2 separate regions of the Oryzias latipes genome follow, and region 2 is linked to region 1. A link is a contact called in public Hi-C data. All regions are on one chromosome and are shown on one strand. Each heading gives the region's core, a stretch centred on a gene start, on an enhancer-like site or on the middle of the called end of the contact. The rest is flanking DNA. Distances are from core to core; before and after follow the strand shown. Region 1 holds the start of slc52a3 (solute carrier family 52, riboflavin transporter, member 3). Region 2 has its middle 15 kb from the start of tcf15.

What was found. A called contact is a pair of places that touch in the nucleus more often than the background predicts.
Region 2: a contact with region 1 is called in a Hi-C map of embryo, with 2.7 times the contacts expected there. The contact joins the enhancer-like site here to the promoter of slc52a3 in region 1. A contact is called at or near these places in 5 of 5 Hi-C or Micro-C datasets (embryo, fibroblasts and gastrula embryo).

The regions. Positions count from the first base shown.
Region 1 is chr7:21,902,776-21,910,705 of ASM223467v1, forward strand. It overlaps slc52a3 (solute carrier family 52, riboflavin transporter, member 3), which reads left to right and starts at 2,150. Exons shown (of 4, transcript XM_004070868.4): 1 at 2,150-2,384; 2 at 4,365-5,412; 3 at 6,799-6,922; 4 at 7,068-7,562. The coding sequence starts at 4,415. The coding sequence ends at 7,280.
Region 2 is chr7:21,969,545-21,977,323 of ASM223467v1, forward strand. No RefSeq gene overlaps it. Among protein-coding and RNA genes, the nearest start is that of tcf15, 15 kb to the right of the region's middle. Within about 2 kb of position 3,742, at least 7 of the 8 cell types and tissues checked have an H3K27ac peak or open chromatin away from gene starts, as enhancers often do. A contact at or near this core is called in embryo and gastrula embryo, where this site is marked.

The DNA.
Region 1 (7,930 bases), core at 900-3,399:
TGGCAAAATAAAAGGGCTCCTGAAGCCAAGTCTGACAGCAGGGGCAAGCTGAGAAAACAGATCCGTCTCAGGAAATTCAGCTGCCACTGGAGCAGGGGCTACTGAGGCTTTCATGCTTCCCGCCCAGCCTGGTGATGGGAGGAAGGAGGTGGAGTCAGGCAGCGTGGCGGAGTAGGTCTCTGCAGGGGATAAACACACACATACAATACACATACACACACAAAAATACACACTAAAGGCCTAGGGCCGTAAAAACACATCAAGTGCTATGTGCTGTATGAAATCAAAGCAGCTTGTCTGTCCTCAAGCGACTCAAATCTGTTGTTTTATTGGCCAATAATCTAATAAAATACCACATTATGATCCAGTTGCTTTAGAATTTACACAAGCTAAACTAACCTGAATGATTGTGAGTATTTGTTTATCATCAAACATCAAACAGAGCCGTCGACTCAATAACTGTAACTATAAGATTTTTTCAAAAAGGTCAAGATTTTCGCAATAGTTTTGTATTTGGTGAAGCTGAAAGTATTTTTAAATGGTACATGCCATTCCTCTGATGTAAAAATTGTGTTCAACAATGGAAAAATACCTAAATGTAAAACAAAACATTCACTTTATGGACAAATGTACCTGTGACATTATAGCAAACACGTTATGACAAATTTACTGATGGCTCAAAGTGGGTATGTTTAGGCAATTAATGCTCACGAGACAAGTGAAGACTTGTGGAAAGAGAGGAAAAATGGCCTTTTTAACCTTTATCTTTTTGAGTTTTTTTGTACGTAAACAAATGTTGAATTTTTCAATGTTATTATTTTTTTGGTTTTTCTTCAGGTTTTTAGATAAAATGCTTATGAATACATTCTTTAGACGAACTGAGTGCTTCTTGTGATACAATCACAATTTAAAAAAAAAGTACGATCAGAAAATGTTGATCTCACTGGGAACAAGGTTTCATGCATGAAAATAACTACAATACATCAAAATAAGCGAGACAAATGTAGTAAGCAATAGAGGAGAGATACATCTGTTAAACTCTGACTAAAGCGCCGACAAGCTAATCTTTGACGGCTGAAGATGCACTAAGAGGTTTGTGAGTAAAGAGCAGCATTTTTTAGTGAGAAAAAAGTTTACAAAGCAGAGAAATCTCGCTCACGGATTTCTTTTCAAGCTACCCTTCAAAAACACCAGCTCAGCGATGCTCAGTTTTGACTCCATGTTTTCATAAACTTAAAGTAGATTCAGATAAAGTTTTGCAAATGAAAGTTTCACCTTAGTTTGAGTGTTTGCTTCTATGTTTACTTGTATTTTCTAACCAAAACAGTGTTTTCATCTGTGGCTCAACCAGCAGAATCCCCAGCTGGGTCATCATCAGCTGACCAGCTTTATTTCAGTTCCCTAAAACCAGTCAAATATAGTTTGTGCAAATAAAAGAGCACTATTCCTTTTTTGTCTTTTAGTCACAGATTTTATTTTATTTTTACAAGCAAACAAGCCAGATTCAGTGTTTAGGTTTTGCTGGATTATTCATTGTGAAAAATGTTAACTTCTTTTAGCTATGAGCACAGAGACAGTTGTTCCTGTGTTTGTTGCACTGATATTTGTAAGTGCTTTAGTACTGGGATTGAACGGGTGTTGCTGCATCATTTACAAACTGTGCAGAATGCAACAGCTTGCTTTTGAACCAACACTTAACACCACAAGCAGAGTAAAGCCGCACTGCCTCCACTTGCTTCCTGAACATTTCAGGATCCAGTACAATATTTTATGATTTGCTCTTACAACTCTGAAAAGCCCTTTAGTACACTGTGTTTGAACGTGCTATACAATTAAATTAATTAGTTACTGTTATTGTGTTTTGACTGTTGCACATGACGTTTTAGTCAGTGTGGTAAAGTGATGCCTGTCACAAGGTTTGTTACTCAATTTTAGTTGTGATGCTGTCCAGTGGGTGGCAGTGCTGACTAAAGACCCTCCTTTGGACTGCAGATCCTGTGAAATTTGAAAGTTTTGTAACACTGGAGGAAGGGAAAATGTCTTGCACTAGAAGGAAGTCCTAAAACAGGAATTCAAAACTGAAGCTTCAGCTCCTTTACTGACCTCATTTAACTTTCATTTCTCAACCCTGCTTTTCCATCACCATAACAAAGTAGCATCTAGAGCTTTCTGTGTTTCTCCCACATATCTGTGACAGTGTGTCAAGAATGAACTTGACCCATATAGAGCAGCATCTAGACTCCGCCCACAGCTGTGCTGTGGACTCTGACCCACACGACTGAAGCCATGTGAGTCTAATCGTTGACAACCGCAGGAGATCTGTCACAAACCCTTCATGAACAATGAGCAGACCTTTCCAAGGCCATCACAAACTGAACCGACTTGTAAGTACACAACATGTTTAAAAGAAATCTGTGCTGAGTGTGCTCAAAGCACGCTCTCCGTTCTAAGGTCATGTCATAATCAGTTTTGACCTATTCAGTGTTTTTTTTTAGGCGACCTTTGTGTTGATTGTTTTAATTAAAGCCGGATTTTTGAGAAAGGCAGCCGTTTGTTGAATTCAGAACGGTGAAAGGACATGAAACTGGTGAAACGTGAACTCTCTGCTAAGACTTTATTGCTGTTGCTGGACTCTCTTCATTACATGGATGAAATCCTCAGACTGATAAAGGAGAAAACTTATCTGTTCTTTCTTCAAAGTCAAATTTATACAACAGATTAGACCGTAGATTTAAAGCAGACTTCAAAACTGCAAAATACTTGATTACACCTTTCATTCTTGAAATCTCTACATCAATGCTGTTAGTTGTTAAATTGTTACATTTCAAGCAACATTTTACGTTAAAACCCCAAATCAGGATGCATACGGATTTGACATCATTCCTTGTGTTGTAAGCATTCATGAGAAACAACTCAGTTGACCAACACCTCCTAAAATAATCAGTGAGCAAAACTAATCAGAGAGATATGTGATTCTTAACCAGATAAGGGGACAGATAAGGGCCTCTCAAAAAATTCGAACAGTGGGTGAGCCTGGTCGGACCATGTTTACAACGCTCTTTGGGGCCCCCCACTTCTCTTCACTGTCGTCCACTGTCTCTTGGATGTCCTCCTCCTGAGGAGGAGTGGGCGGCCCCTGCCTCGCTCTCTTCTGGATCTCCCGTGGGCTGGATGGGTGGCTGCCTGGAGTGAGGGGCGGGTCTCCCTTGGGGGGCCCTGGCTCGTTCCTGGGGTTGTGGTGGTGGGATGTTTAGAACTCCTGGGTGGTGGTGGGCTGCTCATCTGAGGCTGGAGATGCTTTCCAGGGTGGGGGGCACTGCGTTGTGCCCCCAGGTGCATGTTTCACATGTTTGCCCGGTGGGCGGTTTTCCTCATCTGGTATGCTGTGCGGTTGTTGGGGTGTTCCTGGCTGCCACTGCTACTTCGACGGGGGTCTTGATGTGGGGATGACTGGACACTTATCCACTTTTGTTTTTTACATTCCATCATCGACCCCAGAAAAACATAAACACCCACCTGAGCACAGGTGTCAGCTCACCGTTGCACAAATAGTTTGCATGACTGAATGAAGTGCTTTACATGTGTTGGTTTTGTATGCATAAGTATGCGTGTGCGAACGGCAGTTGTATTGTGTACATGTTGACATGTTTGTTTCTGAAGAATTTAGGAGCCAGTTGTGTAACAGTTGTGTGTGTGGACAGGCCCCGCCCCTTTCAAATTTGTTATACCTTTACACCAGTAATGATTATGAACTTCCAGCAACTTGTTGCTTTATGATTTATGATGCTTTAAGATTTTACCCCCGCCCCCTCTTATAATCACCCCCCCCCAACACCTCTGTCTCTTCCTCCCTCCTCTTCATTTCTGTCCAGACCAACAAAAAACGGTTACAAATATAGTCAATATAAATAAAGTTTAGCCTAAATTACAAAAGGGTTTTATTCAAATATACATGTCAGAAGACTCATAACCGCATGTTGTACCAGTAAAATATGTCCAACATAAGAGGCCTTCGGTTCTCTTGTGTTTGCTCAGTTGTTGGACAGGACAAGTTATAAATCTCTTTGATTTCCATTTGTAATGGGAATAAATAAGGCAATGATTTACTATTTTGAAGCAGTGAGAAACAAGCGGTCAGAAGAACTGCAATCAAATATAATACTGAGCGTAAAGATGCTCTGTAAAAACCCCAAATTTAATTGTTTAACCTTTATAGAGGGAATGGGACTTCAGAATACTCAAAGAATTAAGTTGAATAATTTTGAGTAACAAAGAATCATAAAAAAAGGGTTGCTCCAGCTTTCTTTTGAACTTTCAAGTATTTCAAAACTTCAAAATACTTTCGTGTGTTTTGTTTTTTTCAGGTATGACACACAGAGGTAAAAGGCGGTGTTCACACTGATCTGGAGGCATCATGGCTCTGCTCGTGCATGTGCTGGCTTGCGCCTTTGGGCTCGGCTCCTGGGTTGCAATAAACGGTCTGTGGGTGGAACTGCCGCTTATCGTCAACACTCTGCCTGAGGCCTGGGAGCTCCCTTCCTACCTGACAGTCATCATTCAGCTAGCTAACCTGGGGCCCCTGTTGGTCACCGTCATGCACAAACAGTGTCCGGGCCGCCTTAACGAGCGTTTTGTTATTTATTTCATCCTCTCCATTGGTGTTGTGTCTTGTGTCCTGCTTGCCTTTTTTTGGGAGAGGACCACCATTGTGGCTGGGGCTCCACACAGCACAGCCTTCTTCATCATCACCTTCTTCCTCTCTCTGGTGGACTGCACGTCTTCAGTTACTTCCCTTCCTTTTATGATGCAGCTTCCAGCAAAATACATCACCACGTATTTTATAGGAGAGGGGCTGAGTGGCTTTATTCCTGGTGTCATTGCTTTGGCACAAGGTGTCGGCATCGCCAAGTGTGTCAACTCATCTAAGACACATGGAAACCACACAGACGAAGAGCAATGGTCCATGCAAACTGAGTATCTTTCTCCGAACTTCTCCACACAGGTGTTTTTCTTTTTCCTGGCAGCCATGATGTGCGTTAGTTTGGCTGCTTTTATTGGACTGAACAGGCTTCCTCGGACATACGAACTATCCACAGAAAACCTTGTGCAGGACACTGCAGCATCAGTCAGCTCTGGATTAGACAACTCAGGAGCAGACACCGACGGAGGGGTTGATAAGAGCTCAGCAGCCAAGAGCGGGCAGCTGCCGGCTGAACTGCAGCCCTCCAAGTACCAGCTGATCTACATCTACTGCCTGGTGGTGTGGGTAAATTCCTCCACCAATGGTCTGCTGCCCTCTGTGCAGACGTACTCCTGCATGCCATATGGGAACCTTGCCTATCACCTGTCTGCAGCTTTGTCTTCAGTGGCAAACCCAGTGGCCTGCACAATTGCAATGTTCTTTCAAAACAGGTAATTTTGCTCTTTCTTTGAAGAATAATTTTAATGACGTAAAGCTGCTTTCTGCTGCCATTCTGAACCTGGTTTGTTGATAACATCTTCAGCAAAGTTAGACATAGGGAATTTATCAGGAGAAGAAGTCTGTACTTGTTGTTTGGTCAGAATCAGTGCGGGAGGTGTGAAAACCGACGAGGACAATATACACAAACACTGGTTCTATCAAATTCCTTATTCTGAAATTTTTATTTATGATTTAGCCATTTTTAGCCAAAATCCAAGAACCTGTGACGTTTTCTAGGACATATTTTCTGCAGAGCAGCAGTAGTTCCTTATATATTCGGTTCTGTCTGAGTCGGACATAGGCAGGACTTTTGGCACAGAGAAACCGCGCCCCCTTCCCCATTGCTGAGAGCTCCTGATTCACAACAATTTGCAAAAAGGGATATTCAGAAATGCAGCTTGTTCTTAATTTCTTCGTTTAGACAAGTAAAATAACAAAAAAACAGATTTTCATTACAGCGGGTCTTAAAAAATACTTGTTTTATGGGTTAATAGAGTAAATAGTGTTTGGGTTTTAACTTGGCTTATAGATCCGCATCATCTTTGGTAAATTAAAAGTAAATTAAAATAGCTATTTTTGCTGTCTATATACAAACAGTAAATTGCAGCACATTTTTTTATAGTAGTTAACAATTTGCCCTCCCCTACTGTGACCTAGCATGCCCCACTGTATTTCTCTGCTAATTTTTTCATTAAGTGAGTTTACAAACTGGATTAATGCATTTACATGGGACATAATGAAAGGATCTTGATGTTAGCAGGCATCATACTCTTTTTCCAACAGAACCTTTCAAGACAAAATTCAAAATTAAATGTAGGTAAATATCAACACCTGCAGAGGTCCCATATGTCAGTGATGAATGTTGATAATTTGACAGTCATGAATACATGAAAAGAAAGCTTGAATGAGTTAACATGCCTCACAGAATCACATTGTTTTGATTGGTCAGCTACACCAGAAAAGAAGCATGCAGGTAAAATTTAAAGCTGATGTAAAACAGCCACTTTTTGCTGTTATTATATGAAGAAAACCCCATGAGAATTTGAGGGTTTTTTTGAACTTCTGTTTTTTTATTTTATTCTTTTAGTAAAAAACTATTTTTTACATGCTTTTTTTTATTTCTGGCATATGGAAACGGTTGATGTCATGATCACATCAAGATCATGCAACTAAACCCTTTTTACTGTACCAAAATATAGTTTCAGTCAGATTCTGAGATTCTACAGTATTTTGGCTTTTTTTTTCCTCAGGAAAACTGTTTCCTGAGAAAAAAACTGTTTGTTGTCAACTGTATATGGCATAATGAGGCTGCTGCTGACACATGTTTTTCTGCTTAGATCCCTGATCTTTCTTGGTGTGTTGACCTTATTGGGGACAGGCTTTGGTGGCTACAACATGGCTATGGCAGCTATGAGCCCCTGCCCTTTGCTCATTGGCTCTGCGGTGGGAGAGGCTGTGATTGTGAGTAAAACTCCAAAATCCCCACTCTAAAGGAAATGGCCAAGTTCCAGAGTAGTCCCATCTTTAACTCAGATTGTGTTATCCCGTTTGTAGATTATTGATGAGATATGATTATGAGTGCATAATGTTCTCTTGTCCTTGCCAGGTGTTGTCGTGGCTCTTTTTCACTGGGACGCTGTCATATGTTAAAGTGATGGTCGGTGTCATCCTGAGAGACCACAGCCACAGCGCCCTGGTGTGGTGTGGAGCAGCCGCTCAGATGGGCTCACTGGTTGGTTCCATCACCATGTTCCCACTGGTTAACATCTACCACCTGTTTAAGTCAGGAGACTTCTGCAACACCCAGTGTCCATCATGACAGATGATCAGAGTCTATTTGTTGAAGGAACTGAATTTCCCTTTTGGATGAAGACTTCTTGACTTATATTCATTCCGATTACCAATGAAAAAAATCCAATCGGTTTGTTTGTCTTTTGAACGAATGACAATTCACAAAATAAATATAAAGCATGTGTCTGTCCAAAGTACACTCATTCAGATAGGATATGAATGTCCTCTCTGTGTTTGTTTTATGTATGTATTACAGCCCTGTGTCTCACCTCATTTTCTGACTCTATTATTAAAAGGATCTTAAACAGCAGTACAAGCTTTCGGAAAAATTCTGTTTGTTACCTTTAAGACGGACTCATGAACAAATCAGTGGTAATTTAAACAAAATACAAATGATGAGTCTGAACATTGAGATCCTGGGCCAAAATGTAATAATTACAATACAGTACACAAAGACAACCATCAGAAACCTTTCATGACAATAGGAAAGCTGTTGTCCAGATTAAGGTTTGCCTTTTTTCCATCTAGGCCTATATAAAAGACGCTCAGTAAGGCATGAAACAGTAGGACTAAAATAAAGGTCAGAGGTGAAAGACACACATGCAGGAAACACCCGATGGCTAATTAAACTCATTTAATAAAGTTGTACAAAAAGCAAAAACCTAACATGACTTCACA
Region 2 (7,779 bases), core at 2,492-4,991, 68 kb after region 1:
GGTCACACAGCGGCGTCCGCTGTTGCTAAATTCTATTATGATTTCACACATCTCACCCATCAAAAAGCTATTGTCTGAAGACAGAAAATCACCCTCAGAATAATTATCACTTTAAAAGCATGTCAATGTTTTATAAAAAGAGGGAGAGACGGCATAAATAAATATAGCTCCCTTTCTGTCAAAAAGCTGGCAGGTAATTTTCTCCAACTGCTGTAAGTGTGACAATCCCATAGGGACTAAAATCTAATATTAACAGCAAGTCATTATGTGGGAACTGTTCTTCCATGACCTGCTGCTGTACCTGTGTGACTATCTCAATCTGAGTAATTGAGATGCGTTAGCAACTACAATGCAGTTGTGCTGTGACAGCTGAGGGTCACGTAGAGTGTAGTGGGACTCCAAACACACCTCAACACTGCGGATGATTTGCATGTCGGATTTGCATGTGCTTTGACTGACAGTGTCTCTTCTTAACGTGCCGTGCTGGTTTATTTTAGTGTATGATGAGGTGGCTTTTGAATGACAAAAAAAAGCAGCAACTTGAAGACAGCATTTAGCAGCTAACACCCACGGGGATTTGCCACTATACTTACAAACCATATTGCTGTTATTTATACCAAAATACCAAGTCATGCAGCCAAAAAGCTTCTTACAAACCTCAGCTGTATTTATGTGAAATAATAACCAGATTATTGCAGTTTCTGAACCAGATGGTGAGGCCAACATGTTTATTACGCTATGTATTACCACCTTAACAACAATTTAGACTTGAATTCTTTTTAGGAGAGAATAATAATGATATCACCTATAATAAGAAAGAATATATGGACCTCTTTCATGTTGTAACTGATCCCCCCTGTGACTAATTATTCACATAAAAGGCAGCAGTTCGAGAACTTTGTAATTCCACACGATTATCTGTCTGCTGTTCAAGCAATCATTTTTAATTGTCTCATTAAAAGATGTTGTAGCTGAGGGTTAGAGAAAACAACAATACTTGGTTTTCTTTTTAACCGATGCAGGTCTTTGAAGTCTTTCCCCTACCTGTGCAGAGCTGTGATCCCAGACGTCCTTTTTGTAACCACAGCAACCTGGAATATAATAGATTACCTCCAAGTCATTAAGTTTGAAGAAGGCAGGAAACGGTTGACAATACAAAGAAATTACCTCATTAAAAACTATTGTTTTAAAAATTGACTGTTTTTTGTTTTCTCCTTCTCCTTTTCGCTCTTTGCAACTGCATGAGTAGTTGGTGGGATTTTAAGGAGAAGCTGTTAGGATGAATAAATGTGTTTAGAGTTTGTTGTGAAAACAACACATGCTCATGGCTCCTGAGGTGTTGGAAAAAATCATTTCGGCGATATATCGCGATGGTTCATTTGGCGATACTTGTATCAATTCAAAATGCTGTCAAGATTAAATTTATTTAATTATTTATGAGCGTCCTTCAGCGTCTGACTGTTGTTTTTCACTTAAACCTCAGAGTACTAGTTGGCATCAGAGCCCACTGAACCTCTCTGAGCAGCTATACACCACACAAAACAACAAGATCTCAGCGAGAAGCTGCTTTTTTGTTGTTATGAGACATGCACTACTTAGATTTTACTTGGGGATGGGTACCAAACCCAAACTCTGTGCCATGTTTCTGCCAGTATCATATAAAAATTCGGATTACTGTGCTTTATTGCGGGCTTGTTTAAGAACGAGTGAATCAACCTCTCCCTCAGCCAGAGAACTGTCCCCCCCTGCTTTAAGACCACTACCATTGTCTCCCTCCCCAAGAAGAGCCCTCCCACCTGCCTGAATGACTACAGACCAGTAGCACTCACTCCAACCATTAAGAAGTGCTTCGAGAGAGTGGTGCTGACCCACATTCAGAGCAGCATCCCAGACACACTAGACCCCCTGCAGTACGCATACCGGCCCAACAGGTCCACCTCAGATGCCGTCGCTGCAGCACTGCACACCTCCCTCTCATACCTGGAGAATAAAGACTCCTACATCAGGATGCTCTTCACTGACTACAGTTCTGCATTTAACACATTTTTTACTGCTCACCCACAAATTGTTCTCCATTGGACTAGGACCCATCATCTGTGACTGGCTCCTGGACTTTTTGACTGGCAGGCCTCAACCTGTTAGAATAGGGAACAAGACTTCAGCCAGCATCATCACGAACATTGGCACACCACAGGGTTGTGTTCTCAGCCCCATTCTCTACACCCTGTTCACCCATGACTGCGTGGCCTCTCATAAGGAGAAAATCATCCTGAAGTTTGCTGACGATACCGCCATGATAGGACGCATCACGAAGCAGCCTACGGGAGGGAGGTGGCCACTCTGGTGACATGGTGTGAGGACAACAATCTCAACCTCAACACAGACAAGACAATGGAGATGATAGTGGACATGAGGAAGGAGAGGAGGAACCCTCATCAGCCGCTGCTTATTCGGGGTCTGAAAGTGGAGAGGGTGAGCAGCTTTAAATATCTGGGGGTCCGACTTAGCCAGGACCTCACCTGGACACTCAACACCACACAGCTCGGGAAGAAAGCTCATCAGTGGCTGTACTTCCTGAGGAGGTTGAGGAAGTTTGACATGTCCCAAAAGATCCTCAGCAACTTCTACAGCTGCGCTGTGAGTCCATCTGGACCAGCTGCATCACAGTGTGGTACGGCAGCTCTACCACCATGGTAGAGCCTGCAGACAGTGATGAAGACTGCATTTAGGATCACCAGTACTCCTTTGCGCTCGCTGCAGAGCATCTACAAGCGCTGGGTCTACAGAAGAGTTGCCTCCATCATCAATGACCCCACCCATCCGCAACAAGGTCTCTTCACTCTCCTCCCCTCGGGACGGAGGTACAGGAGTGTGAAGTGCAGGACCACCAGACTCAGGAACTCTTTCTTCCCCTCTGCCATCAGACTCCTCAACAGCTGACAGGAGTCTAACAGCACCTTTGCACATACTCATTATTTATTCCTGCTCTTACACCTTTATATTCAACATCCATGTGTATCACACCGTTAGCTCATATAAGTCTCTATTGGACAGTTACTCTCAGCTAAATTTGCACATTTGATTTGTATATAGGTTTAGTCATTTACTGATGCATTGTCATATTACATATTATGTGTATTTTCAGATATCGTGTATATATCCTACCCTATCTTTGTTTTATTTAATTTAACTTTTTGGCATTCGGAGCAGACAGTAAAGTAAGCATCTCTCATAGGAAACCCGTTGTCTTATGACAATAAACCCTATTAAATCCTTTGAAAACACATTGGAGTTTATTTTTACTACTTACCGATACTTATTTGGAGTCAAATAACTATACTTCTCTCCTTTACAAATACAAATACATTTGTTTACTAAACAAATCAACTAACTAACTAGTTAAGTCCGTCCAATATTTAAACAACGTAACTTCTTCACCCAGTGGATTTCGGGGGCTTGGTGTACCAATGATTGACAGTCAGAACAGCCAATCATATTGCAGTTAAGCAACCGGAAGTTGTCCAAACAGAAGTTTCAGGAAGTTGGGAAAAGCTTATATGTTACCACATATGTTTCGCTTTGTTCAACGCCGTGTGGTAGTATTAAAGTCGGGGATTCTTTTAAATAGAAACATGTCGAAAACGGCTTGTGAGTTTGGGACAAGTTGTACCACTAACAGTGAGGCTAACAGGTCGATTCATTCTAGTAATATTGGGGAGGTTCATAATGTTCCTCTGAACATCATCATCCGACCCTTTCCTCCTGTGCTGGATGAGCTAAAAGTCCAGAGCCTGATGGACACTATAAAGGTAACCGCATCATTTCATAATCATGTCTGCCACCTTAAATAACGATCATTTATTTGAAAGAGGAACATCGCATAATACTTCATTTTGTCACCGAGAAGGGTTCTTCAGGTCTTCTTACGATGATGTAGTCAATCTTTTGACATGTTATGTCAAAAATAAAATAGGTCATATTTGGTTTTTAAAAGCTTAAAACCATCGACAAAGGTCACGATGGAAAACTCTTAATTTCTTAAGGGAATTAAATAACAGCTGATAAGAATGTGATGTTTATCACAGACCAAAAACTAGGAGAAAGTGTCAACTTTTCACTTCTGACTTGCAGCGAATGCATTGTGATTTGACATGGTGGGTGGAAGTGACAGACAGGGTTGTATTTTTCCTAGTGGAAGTTGTTACCAACTTCAGACAACCTAATATATGCTTTCAAGCACTGGAAAGGTGAATAATTAATTTGTTCCTTTCCCATATGTTTTTTTTTTTTTTGCCAAATAACACTAATGGTTCTGCACACTTCAGAGGAAATTATGCAAAGAGCGCATAATGGAAAATGATTGCGTTTGAAGCACAAATGTATTGTTTGGAAGACAAAAGAGTTTGAACGTTGTGGTTTGTTCAATTTCATGCTACAAGTTCACCTGAATATAGTCTTTGTTTTTATAAAGCTTCTCATTCTCTCACTGCAATTTAATGATAAAACCGACTTTTGGACAATATTCCGAATATTTCTCAATAAATATAAAAGTAAAAACAGTCTGCAAGATTAAATTATATCTCTGCATGCAATGTTATCATAATGATAAGTTGACATTTTCTCACAATAGTGATGTAGTTTTATAATAATGGGCGATCAGTTATTCCTGTTTTTAATTATCTTACTCAAAATTCAATTTATTAGTAATAGGTCAATGTGTACTGTATTTGAGAAGCAATAAATATGCAATTTTCTGGGTTTTGGTATATACACTATATATATATCTGGGGAGATTGGTGTAAGATAGGCATTGTTTTTTATTCATATGGTGTCTTAAGGTAAAAAGAAACAGCATAAAAGTTACTTAAACATTTTATTTTATTGCAGTATGTTTGCATTCAATATTTAAGACAATAGTTAATATATGACCAACTCCTAAACAGATATGATGTTTGTAAAAAGCAGGGATGCAACGATTCACTTTCCCCATGATTCTGTTCAAACCTCAATTTTTGGGTCACGGTTTTTGGTTTGATGTATGATTTGTGTATTACGAAACAACAAAAAACTAAGCTTCTTTAATTTGCCGATGGGCAAGTAACAATGAAGAAAAGTCATTTTGCGCATTTTCCACGCATGACAATTGGGTCTTTCGTGGTCCATGTGTGATACGTAATTCAGTGTTTCTTGCATTTGTCATCCGTCAATCTGCGCAGATGTCCGTCGAAGGTTTCAGCCGACGGGTCTTTACGGATTTCGGTTTTGAACTGTTCAAAATTTTTGATCTGTTGAAACTTAAGCAGTTTGTGTGTGTAAATGTAGATAGTGGCTGTGTGACACAGCCTTTTGCCTTTGTTCTTCATATCTTTTATTGCAAACAAAAAAAGTTTTACACGAAACTGTCATGTGATGCTTTAAAGTGTATGATAGCTTAAATATTGGGTCAAAATGGGCCATTGCATATCTGAATTTTAAATATACGTTTGTTTTTTGCAATCAAATGATGCAAATAGATTGTATAGACATGCTGTAGCTGATTAGGCTTTCCTTTCTGTTTGTTTTGCTTTTAGGAAACTGCAGACATCCATGTTGTTCCTCCTATTGATGTGCTCTGGATCAAAGGAAGTGAAGGAGGAAATTACTACTATTCTTTTGGAGGCTGTCACAGGTTTGCTGCATATCAAAGACTGAACATGCCATCCATTCCTGCCAAAATCATTAGATCAAGCATCTCTGACCTCAAAACTTACCTGGGAGCTTCAACACCTGAACTGCGGTGATCCAGACTTAATATATGTAAAGTTTCCTTTGCATCTGGGCAGCTGCTGCAGATCACAGGAGTTACCAGCAGGGGGAAATGTAATTCTATTGTAGACACATGGGATTCTTTTTAATTACAATGTTATAATATTGATATTTTCTACCAAGTATTTATTGTTTTCAGGGATCACTTGATAATCACTCAAAAATATAAATATTGAAATGATTCTTTTAAATTAAAAGCAACAGTAACATCATTTGTAAATCTCTTGAAAATATTGCAAAAATGACCTGAAAAGCTGTAGACTTTTTCACTGTATTTTAAGTTTAAAACTGAAAAATTTGATAGTATAGTTGAACTTTTTTTTTGGTTGTTCAATTTAATCAGCATCACAAGAAAACTAAACAGAAAGCAGCATTTCAGATGACTAGTAGCATCAAACTGTCACGTGAATTAAATAAAAAATTAAAAAATAGTTCATCATCAGATTCTGCAGAAACTCATGGTTTTGTGTAAACTAGCTAAATGCCATTAAAACAAAGTAGTCAATGGTGAAAGTTTAATGCTCCTGATAAAACACAAAAAAAATCTTGTATTTTATTTTGGGAAATTTTGCACGTTTTTAAGACATGTTATTTTCACCTATTATTTTCACTGTATCTGTCATTCAGACAATGAATCTTTTTGGGATTTAATTTAATTTTCTAACAAAATAAAATGGTGAAACATAACAAAAAATATATCAAAACAATAAAGTGCTCAAAAAATGAGTGGTTGGAAGAAAGCCCATTAATTCAATGAATGGATTTGATGCCAAGTGTTTGATTTCTTTTAAATGCTCCAAAACCGATTTGCTGCATGTCTAACAAACCCTTCTTAACTACCAACTAGTTGGGTTGAAACACTTTGGATATGGAGTTTTCCATTAAGAGATGCAGTTTCTATATGTACTCTGCGCTCCTCATCCACCAAAGATGCTCTTCGTCTTGCACATCCTTCTGGGAAAGAAGTAAGATTTTGAAATGCAAAACGCATTTAATTTAATGGGAATTACGTTCCCATAGAAACCTTTGCATATTTCCTTACAGGACATTTTAAATGCAACAACACTAGTTTGACCATAGAGGTCTAATCATCTTCTCATTCGAATGACATCAAAGCTTTTTCTGAGAAAAGGAGCTTTAGTGTCACAGAGGCCCCCTGTTTTCAAAGGAGGTCTCTCATGTCGTTCAACTTTTATTGGCGCATCAGAGACACTAAAGGAGCCGGTGGAGCAGATGGTTTGCAGAAGGGGTCGTTTAGAACATCAGGCTGTCAAATGTCACAAGATTCTGCCTGTTGTGAGTCTTGTCAGCTCGCAGGAAAAGCTTGTTTTCAGACTGTTGTGATCATATGAAGATTTTGTAAACGATTGGGGAATCATGTAAAGTCACCACTATTTCATATTGGACTTAAATGAATTTTCTTTAATTTTGTAATAACTGTTTGTTTTTGTTTTTTTAAGAATGCTTTCATCTCACAATAAATGACGTAAATCAGTTGATGCGCAACAATCATACATGATGACTTGTTTGTTGTTTCTGACCTTGACTGGCTCCACTTGCTTAATCATGTTAGGCAGCGGCTCCCTGCCCCTGCTTTAGAGGAAGGAACTGCGGTTTTCCAGAATAATATAAGTAAAATATAGATGAGGCCTTTCCAACATCAAACCCTTCACAATGTATGCTAAGAGCTGCTTGACAATCTCCCTCTGTGACCATTGAGGAAATGAAGGGCGACCCGGGGCAACTTTTACCGACCGGCCCTAAAGGACTCTAAATTTCTGAATCGTCGCGTGTGAGAAGATTTCCTGTTGCTCGCTCACTGTCTGGAAGTAACTGTATCCTCAAAGGAGTACTGACACGCAATACGAGTTAGAAAAAATTGCACAGCACCTGTTGCTCTTGGGAGTGGTTTCCATGGGTGGCTTTGCACCTTTTATCTTTGGAGATTTTAACTTTAAGTGGGATTTTTTTGGG